Regions from separate parts of the Zea mays genome. Here region 1 is linked to region 2. Evidence: chromatin contacts called from public Hi-C data. All regions are on one chromosome and are shown on one strand. The core of a region is the stretch at or near the end of the contact, and the rest is flanking DNA. Distances in the headings are between cores, read along the strand shown. Region 1 holds the start of LOC100383283 (RNA-binding KH domain-containing protein). Region 2 holds the start of LOC100381486.

Region 1 (4,360 bases), core at 274-2,773, 140 kb before region 2:
TAAATAACCCATTCACAGCGTGGGTTTCATAGTTGGGGGACTCAATAATTATTGAGACCTTTACCCTTTGAACCCTCCAGTCATGCAGTAATTTCAAGACCCTCTCGTGATCATTATGGGATAGTTGTGATCATTATAGGATAGTTGCGGCTTGTTTGCCCACATCTTCGCGTTTGACTGAAAGCGAGATAAAATCAATTCAACAAAATTCAATCAAGAGGTCAGATCTACCTTGAACGATTGCTTTATTTTTTTTTCACGACGAAGTCTGATTCTTACAAAAGAATGATTAACACAGTGTATTTGTTTGGTGACAAATGAATTGGAGAGGATGTGAGGACGCATTGGTTTGATGACAAATGAATTGAAGAGGATGCGAGGGGATCTATGGGCAGGAAATCCTTTACTATTCAATTTCCTTCACATGGACCCCCTTCAATTCCTTTGTCACCAAACCAGTCCAACAGGTATACGATTCTCTGCATTGTGGATTTCTTGTTCATAGGCTTTGGGTACACTTTTTTTATATTCATGAGTCTACATACTTGGGCTCTGAATCAGATTAGTGGTGGGATTTAAGTTGGAAAAAAACTGTGTTCTTTGGAAACTTAAATATCCTCTTAGATTTCCGGTGACTGAGTGAAAAAATGAGCAAGTTTTCCACTCAATCACTGGGAATCCCAGAGGAATTTAAGTTTCTAAACTATCCCTAAACTTGGCAATTGGCATGGTCTATTTTTCCTCTTAAACTCTAAAATAGACATTTTACCTTCCTTAACCTCTAAATTCATTCAAATTACATTATTGTCTTGGTTTGGAGTGGTTTTGAAGGTGTTTTTATTTGTATTTGGTGTAGCCCAATCTATCTCCAGATCTTTTTTTTGAAAATTTTTAAAGTGCAAAAACATTTTCTATTGTTTAAAAACCTTATCAAACATTTGGCAATTTATGAATAACTAAAAATAGGAACAGGACACCTTCAAAACCACTCCGAGCCAAGGTACAAAGATTCTGCCCTACCATAGCCACAGCTCTCCAAATCAAGGACCCATTTGAGAACATGATATTTTTTAGTTTCAAGATAATAATATTTTAAGCTAGAAGGGGTTTGGGAGAATATATAGAAACTCTGTATTTTAAATTATAGTTTTACCAATATCACAGTATTTTTTAGGTTAAAAAACTTTAATATGGACCAAAGTTTTTCGTTGGTGGATCGCTGTAGTCTTGTTTTTCTCCTTCGAATCTATACTGCAAATATAATATTATATCCTCAAACATGTGTTAGATTAGACTGATAAAAAATATATTATATCTGTGTGATGACATTCGATAAACGGTGTTCCATAAAGTGTAGAGATCAGTTTAGCCCACTAAAATAGCCACGACCGGCCCAGCACAAGCAGTTTTCCTTTTTTTTTAATGAAGGGAATACCAGCTGCAGTAATTTTCTTTGAGTGGGGTGGGGGTGGGGGGTGACTGGGTGAGGGAGTCCCAGCAGCGGTGACTGTTGCGGTGTTGCCGCATCCACGCCCTAGTCGACCACGCCGCCCCCAGCAGCCCGCTGCTGCCGCGGCTCGCGCCCCCAGGAGCCCCCGCCGTCGCGGCTCGCGCCTCGTATCCGTAACAGCTACACCGCGCCGCCTACCCCCGCTTCCTGCTGGCTGCATCGTCCTCAGGTCTTCCGAAGGCGAGCTCCAATCCCCAACCACTATTCACAAGGTTTGAATTCTGTACCAGTGAATCAAGAGATCTCGAGCTCTGTTTGGTGGGCAGGGTCAAGGATTGTCTAGAATCGCACCCTGGCACTGTATTTTGTTGTTCGTTTTAACCGATGACAAGTTGAACTGACGCATATTTACAAGACATGAACTGTATATTTTAGTTCCTATATATATCCTGTACCAGCAATATTATATCATTTTTCTCGTTTCTGAACAATCCAATTGGGGCCAAACCTTGTATTCCTATCTGATCTAATTACAAGTGTGTATATGTATTATGCCAACTAACTTCGATTATTTGTGTATAATGCCCACTAACTTCACTTATTTTGCCAAAAAAAAGGTTGTACATGTTTACACTCATGCCGTTCACTGGCTCCTCCCTATTGGCTATTGCAGATGACTACAAAACTTGAGCAATCTTCTGCGGAGCATCGCCCAGCAAAATTCGCAGCACCATCGTCTTTGACCCCCAAGATCTCAATGTTTGGGGCAAAAGCTGGATTCATCATACCTAAGAACAAGCTGGCCGGCTCACTCGTAATCCGGAGCACCAGTGACAAGAATGAAACACCAACTGCATCCAACGAAGATAGCAGCAGGCATGTTCACAGAAAGACAAAGTGGGGGCCTGACCTTGCTTTGGACCCTGTCGTGTGCAAAGGAAGGGCTTTGGCCTACCAGGTATCGTACTATCACTTATCACTCTTCTCTTTCGCCTCCATGGGTTTATGCTTCTAGCCTGCTCTATCTCTTTGCATCAATTGTTCTATGCACTACCACCATCTTTTGCATTTTGATTGATGCAATATGTTTGGTTCAACTTGTACCTACTAGTACTAGTTACATTAAGGTACCTTTTCTCAGTAAAAATAATCCTTGGAAATAGCCGCCACAGTTTTAAATAATTCCATATTACTTCCAGTAAAAAGGATGTCTAACTTGGGTGTCTTTTCTTAAAATGTTTCTTTCTCTTGGTAGCCTGGTACCTGTGTCAATCTACATTCAAAACTTAACCAGGAATAGTATGCATGCATTTTGTAGCCGCTTTAGAAATTTAGAACTTGCTGTGTACTTCAGTTCCGTTGGTTAGAACAGGAAATGCTGAAAAAACTCACCATTGAGTGAGCATTACTTTGGAGGCTAGACCAAAATGTATCATTATTTACTTTTATTGAGAGGATACGCCCAGCCTCCTCACTGACTGGACAGAAAATGGCTTTTTCTTGCGATTCTCTCATGTACGATGCTTCAATTGCCAGGTGTCATTAATTCATATTACTTCATGAGCAGACTCGAGTGGAGCAAATTTCCAAGCAGCTGAAGTCTGGAGCTTTGGACACGTCCGAAATTGATGGTTCAGTGTCTGCTGGAAATGAATTGAATTCTATTGGTCCTGACATCTTGAAAGAGAACGAGGTATTCCTGATTTGAATGCTGTCACCAGTACATATGGTCTACACTCAGCAATTTTGTTTGGATGCGAGCCCATAGTGTATCAAGATAAAATGGTTATATGCTCCCATTTGCTTATCATTTTTTTACTCTTTTTGCAGCTGGGAAATGTTGAACTATTGGAACTTGAAAGACGAGAGCTTATCGGTCAGAGAAGTTATCTTTTTCTCCTGTATTCATGCGCTTCATTTTTACTCAAGTGGAAATAAATGTGCCTGAGTCAATGCATCTTGGTGCTAATGGGGCCATGAGGTTCCTTTATCGAGTAGTATCTTGTTTGACAATGCATGTAGTTGCTTGAAAATAAATATGTGAAGTTCTTGTTAATTGCTGTTGGCCTTGTTAAATATCTTTATTTAGTCTCCAAAGGAATCTGTTGGCTTAACTGTGGTGCATATTATCTGTAGGTGAAATACTCCGTTTGAATCCGGGATATAAGACACCTGAGAACTACAAACCAGTACTTAGGGAGACAAAAATCCCTGTTCCGGTATGTAAGGTCACTACCTCATCATTGCTTATTGTTTGTTTTGATCTTTTGCCATTAATTAATTGTTTTACTTGTATGCAAAGATTTCGTTGACCTTTTTGTTCTTTTGCTGCTATATTTCTGATACTCCAAGAGTTCCTTGTACTTGAACAATCGAATTACACCAATAGGAGCTTATCTCAATTTTCCTTGGAATGTACTAGAATTATGCATCACAGCTTGGGTTGTCTCCAATAGCTGTATTGTTGATCGATCTGTTTTTTATCTATGTTGTGTTATACTTCATTTTGGTATTAATATTTAGCCTTTTGTTAAAATTTGGTAGATCTTTTTAAGTTATCATCATGTCCCTGATTAGAGGGGCGTGCAGAACATTGGTCATTTGGGTGATTGTGGGTGGTAGGGTGAACGGATGCCAAACCGAGCACTTTGTATTGGGCACGCTGGGGACAGCTGTGATTGTGGGTGGTAGGGTGAACGGATGCCAAACCGAGCACTTTGGATTGGGCACGCTGGGGACAACGGTGATTGTGGGTGGTAGGGTGAACGGATGCCAAACCGAGCACTTTGGATTGGGCACGCTGGGGACAGCGGTCAATCTCAAGGCCCAGGGGCTGAGGTAGATGAGGATCTCTCCTTGTAAAAATTTGCTTACAATTAATACAACTCCCCTTTTGTATATATAGAGAGA
Region 2 (4,818 bases), core at 818-3,317:
GTCTATATACTAACGTTTATGTGGCGTGTTTCGTAATAGCAAAAATCTCCGTCCATCAGGGAGGTCGGTCTTGCAGTTGGAGTTGGGCACATTCGCCTCTATCGGGCGGGCACATTCCCTCCGTCCCGTGACTTCCGAGTTATTTGAGATTGTAACAATCTCGTCGCGCGGCTTCGCTACTTTATTACTCCGCAGCTGCGCATCGCCATTTTAGTATTCTGAAGCTCACAACCGCGCCATATTGGGATAGTTAATGCCCCGCGCTTTATTAACGTCTGTTATGTTGCTCTTTCTGCAGGTTGTATTCACCTTCGTACTAATCTACCCCTAGCCGGACTTCGATTGTTCTTGCGAGAGAACTCCGACGCGGCTGCGGCCATAACTGCGCGGCTACTGGAGCTCGCGGCCGACAACGACTCCACGGCGCTCGGGGACCTCCTCGCGGCGCGGAGCCTATGACCCCGCTCATGGTCGCCTCCGCGGAGCCTCACCGTCGTCCCTCTCCACCGCGCTCCACCTCGCAGCCGCCGGCGGCGCCTCCGCTGCGCCGGCTGCGGTATCCCGTCTCCTAGCTCCTCGGAGGGCGCAAGGAGTGGCCGCCGGATCCCTCCCTCCCCGACATCAAGAACGGTGCCTACGCCTCCAACGACTTCCGTATGTACTCCTTCAAGGTGCGCGCGTGCTCGCGCGCCTACTCCCACGACTGGACGGAGTGCCCCTTCATCCACCCCGGCGAGAACGTGCGGCAGCGGGACCCGCGCAAGTTCCTGCAAGAAAGAAGCCCACTGGCCTCCAACGCCAAGATCAAAATCGATGACATGGATACAGGACGACGTGCTGCCACCAATTTCGTCAAGAAGTGCCTGCGTTGCGGTGAAGTTGGTGAACTGGAGCACGAGCGAGTGGTCAGAGAAAGTCTTGTACGCCGCGATGATGGCAGCCGCCGTGATGGCCTTCGGCGAGCGCGAGGAGGGCCTCCTTGAGGTAGGAGGCGGAGCGGAGGAACGGCTTCCCGAGCGGGGGAAGCTGGTGATTGAGCCGCGCCAATATCGCTCGCACGCCAATGGAATTGCCAGCTTCAGCGGCCTTTGCCGCCGCCGCCAGCTCGTCCAGCAACTGCTGCTGCGCCGCCTCCGCAGCCGTCCTCTTCATCGCCCCGTGGGGCAGTGGCGGCGAAGGCTGGAGCTGGAATGGAGCAGGACCATTTAGTGGTGGAAAGGCATGACCTTGCCCCGTCGGCGGCGGCGGCAGAAGCCGAGTTCGGGCTGGTGGTGCACGGGAAGCGGCGGTCCTGACTGATCCAAGTCGCCGGCGGCCCCAATGAACCAGTTCGAGAACGTCTGGTCCTGCGCCGCCGCAGCGGCGTTGCCGAGCATGGCGTCCTAGCTGTCGGCGACCACGACCCCCATGTCGAGGCCGGTGGGAATCGGCGGCAGCTCACAGCCGCCGGCCTAGTCCTCCTTCCCGCCGCCGCTTCCAGCTCACAACCGTCGGGTCGCCAGCCTCTCTGCGGTCGGCAAGGGGAAAGACGCTCGTGCCGTCCAATCTTGACGATCTGTTCTCGACGGAGATGGCGGGCGCCGCGCAGACCAGGGCGGCTCTGCTTTCTCGCCGACGCGTAAGGCCGCCATGCTGAACCAGTTCCAGGAGCAGCAGAGCTTGCTGTCTCCTCGGGCCACGGTTGTCCCTGAGCCGGTGTCTCCGATGAGCTCCAGGTTGCTCTCGGCCCTTGCGCAAAGGGAGAAGATGCAGCAGCTAACGCTGAGAAGTATGAGCTCTCGTGACCTGGGCTTGGCCGCCTCAAGCGATCCTCGTCCTTTGAGCTCCGGAGTGGCGCCAACGTGGTTAAAGCAGGGATAAAATTGACTTTTACCATACCTAATGGAAGGTAACAGATCGCCGGGCATTAACTGTCCCAATATAGCGCGGCTGTGAGCTCCAGAATACCAAAATGGCGATGCGCAGCTGCGGAGTAATAAAGTGGCGAAGCCGCGCGACGAGAATGTTACAATCTCAAATAACTCCGTGACTTCCACCTTCCTTACCCTTCGTATGGTGGGGGCCCACCTCGCCGCCCCCACCCCCCGCTGCCCTTCTCTCTTCCCCGTCTCCGACTCCACACACCTCCCCTTTCCACTCGCCGCCGGCGATCCCGAACCGGGAGCAGCGCACATGGCAGGCCGGGACGAGAGGTGGGGGGCGCGGGGCGGCCCGGGGGACACGCACGCGTCGACGAGCCGCGCACCCGCGGGCACCGCCGGGGAGTCGGAGGGCGCGTCGCCGGACTCGCTGCGGAACACGCCCTCCAACATCGCGCGGCTGGAGGACGCGATCGGGCACTGCGCGGCGCGGCGCAAATACCTTGCGCACACCAAGAGCCCCTCCGACGGCAAGGACGTCCGCTGGTACTTCTGCAATCTCCCCCTCGCCGACAAAGGTGCGCCACCCCCCGTCTATCCTCTTCTCCTCCCCCCTCCCCCCTCCCCCTGTCGCCTGCGCTGTGCGTGTTTGACACTTTGACAAAAACTAGTTACTATTTTGAGCTAACAACTCATGTATGAGTTTCAAAAGGACCTGTCCCGGAACCTGCAAATTGGGGGCTGCAATTTTAGCCCCATGTGACCTCTGTCTGCCTTGTTAGAAATTAGAAGCATTATAATTGAACAGTAGCAGAGAATGGCGTGGACAGTTTCAGCACACCTACTATTACTGGAGATTTGTAGTGAATTCATCGGTCTCCACATTGTCGATGCTTCAGGCTAAGTTTTACTGATTCGATTGTCGATGCAGTGCTCTCTTCGTCCGTACCGCGGACAGAGATAGTGGGGAAAGGAGACTATTTCCGGTTCAGCGAGAGGGACTCTCTGGCACTGGAGGCGTCTTTCTTGGAGGTTACCATCTCAACACGTAAATGTTTAGTTAGAAATCTACACCATCTTTAATATTAGTTCTACAACCATTGAAGTACAATCTATCTGAAAACTGATAAAATAGTAGGGTATTTGATTCTTCATGGTGATTTTTTGTTTAATTTTGTGCGTTTATCTACAGTAGTCCATGTTGGCAGTGGCACATTTGTTATTGTAGATTTGTTTTGCTCACTTTTTTAACATATCTGATACAGTATGAGGAGGATTGCATCCGTTGTTAATAACTTTGTTAAAGTTCATGTTATTGGGTTACTGTTTGTAGAGGGAGGAAGTGCTGCTTGCATACTGGTGGCGTGAGTATGCTGAATGCAGTGCAGGACCGAGAGGATCCTTGGTTGAAAGTGATGATTCTGCATATCTTTATAAGGTGGAGGAAGAACGGGTTGGGGTTCCTGTGAAAGGTGGACTATATGAGGTCTGTAATCTCTTCTCTAGTACGCTCTATCATAACCGGAATGAATCGTGTATGGATTATTGAGAAGCATTCTACCCATTATCATTGATTACTCTCAGTATGCTATCTAGTGAGTTGGTCTTTTCGCAACAACCTACTGTTCTGCAGGTTGATTTGATGAGGCGGCATTGCTTCCCTGTGTACTGGAACGGTGAAAACAGGCGTGTCTTGAGAGGCCACTGGTTCGCTCGCAAAGGTGGTGTTGATTGGATTCCCTTGCGAGAGGATGTTTCTGAACAACTTGAGTTAGCATATAATTGTCAGGTACAAACCTTTTGTGGAGTGTTCTTTAGTGACATTTGGCCAAGACCATCAGCAAGCATTTTCTGGATTGCCAGCCAATTCACCATAACTGTTAAGGATTTTTCGACAGTCATTTGCTTTAGGAATGATAACCAAGCTTGCCTCACTAGATCTAAATATTTTAAAATTAATCCAACGGGCTGAGCATTAACCTTGAATTGTTTAAAGAATCTTTGGGTACTTGATTTGTGCTACATGGGATAACAAAACTGTGATGAGAACATAACTCTGAGCCTCTGAACCGTGGGCATCATGATTGTGATGGAAAATGAAATAGCTACATATGACGGGATGTTACCTACACTGCATAAAGCCATGAACATTTCTTCCTAGTCATCTTGCACTGTTAGTTTAGTACCTATACTCATACTACCTTCTCTGTTTTTTAGCTCAGAAAACAGCTGAACACCCTATTGTTGTCAAAACTAGGTCTGGCATCGTCGAAAATTTCAACCTTCAGGCCTATTTGCAGCAAGGGTTGACCTCCAAGGAAGTACACTGGTATGTAATGCTGATAAAGCTTTCTCAGAAAGTGAAGTTTGATAATTTGGAGTTAAGCTAAAAAAAGTTGTGCAGGATTTGCATGCTCTTTTTACTGGAGAGGATGATACTTGGGAAGCTTGGCTTGTCTTTGATACGGGTCCTAAGCTTGGTAGTAACACAATCAAATTAAGGCGCGGATTTTCTCCTTCTGAATCTGCAAGTACAAAGCCTTCACAGGTAACCTACCATGTTGCTGTTTTTTAGTGTCATTATCTATCCAGTGTTTCCAGAATTTGCAAGCTGATCCTTTACTTTTATTTATTTTTATTCTAAAAGGAAACTGAAATCTTGATATTTGGTCCATTATTTGCTGCTAATTTGTTCTTTATTTTGTAAGCCTAAAATGTTAACATCTCTCTGGATTGCAATTTAGCTATAGGATCAGGTTCAGAGTCAACAGCATCATGATGACTGTTTATATCCTGTTAACATGTAATGTCATCTGGTGCTCTGAGATGAATTTATATACAGTTAGCAAGAGTGAATTTTCTGTAATGCAGAGATGAAAGTCAGAGTCAACAGCATCATGATGACTGTTTATATCCTGTTAACATGTAATGTCATCTGGTGCTCTGAGATGAATTTATA

Evidence for each region. A called contact is a pair of places that touch in the nucleus more often than the background predicts.
Region 1: a contact with region 2 is called in a Hi-C map of ear, with 2.2 times the contacts expected there. The contact joins the promoter of LOC100383283 here to the promoter of LOC100381486 in region 2. A contact is called at or near these places in 8 of 25 Hi-C or Micro-C datasets (ear, endosperm, leaf and 2 more).

Annotation. Positions count from the first base shown.
Region 1 is chr6:8,323,006-8,327,365 of Zm-B73-REFERENCE-NAM-5.0, reverse strand. LOC100383283 (RNA-binding KH domain-containing protein) reads left to right here and starts at 1,523. Exons shown (of 9, transcript NM_001175943.1): 1 at 1,523-1,722; 2 at 2,124-2,408; 3 at 3,018-3,143; 4 at 3,281-3,326; 5 at 3,587-3,669. The coding sequence starts at 2,124.
Region 2 is chr6:8,183,627-8,188,444 of Zm-B73-REFERENCE-NAM-5.0, reverse strand. LOC100381486 reads left to right here and starts at 2,067. Exons shown (of 22, transcript NM_001348674.1): 1 at 2,067-2,437; 2 at 2,791-2,891; 3 at 3,193-3,345; 4 at 3,493-3,648; 5 at 4,117-4,188; 6 at 4,264-4,407. The coding sequence starts at 2,173.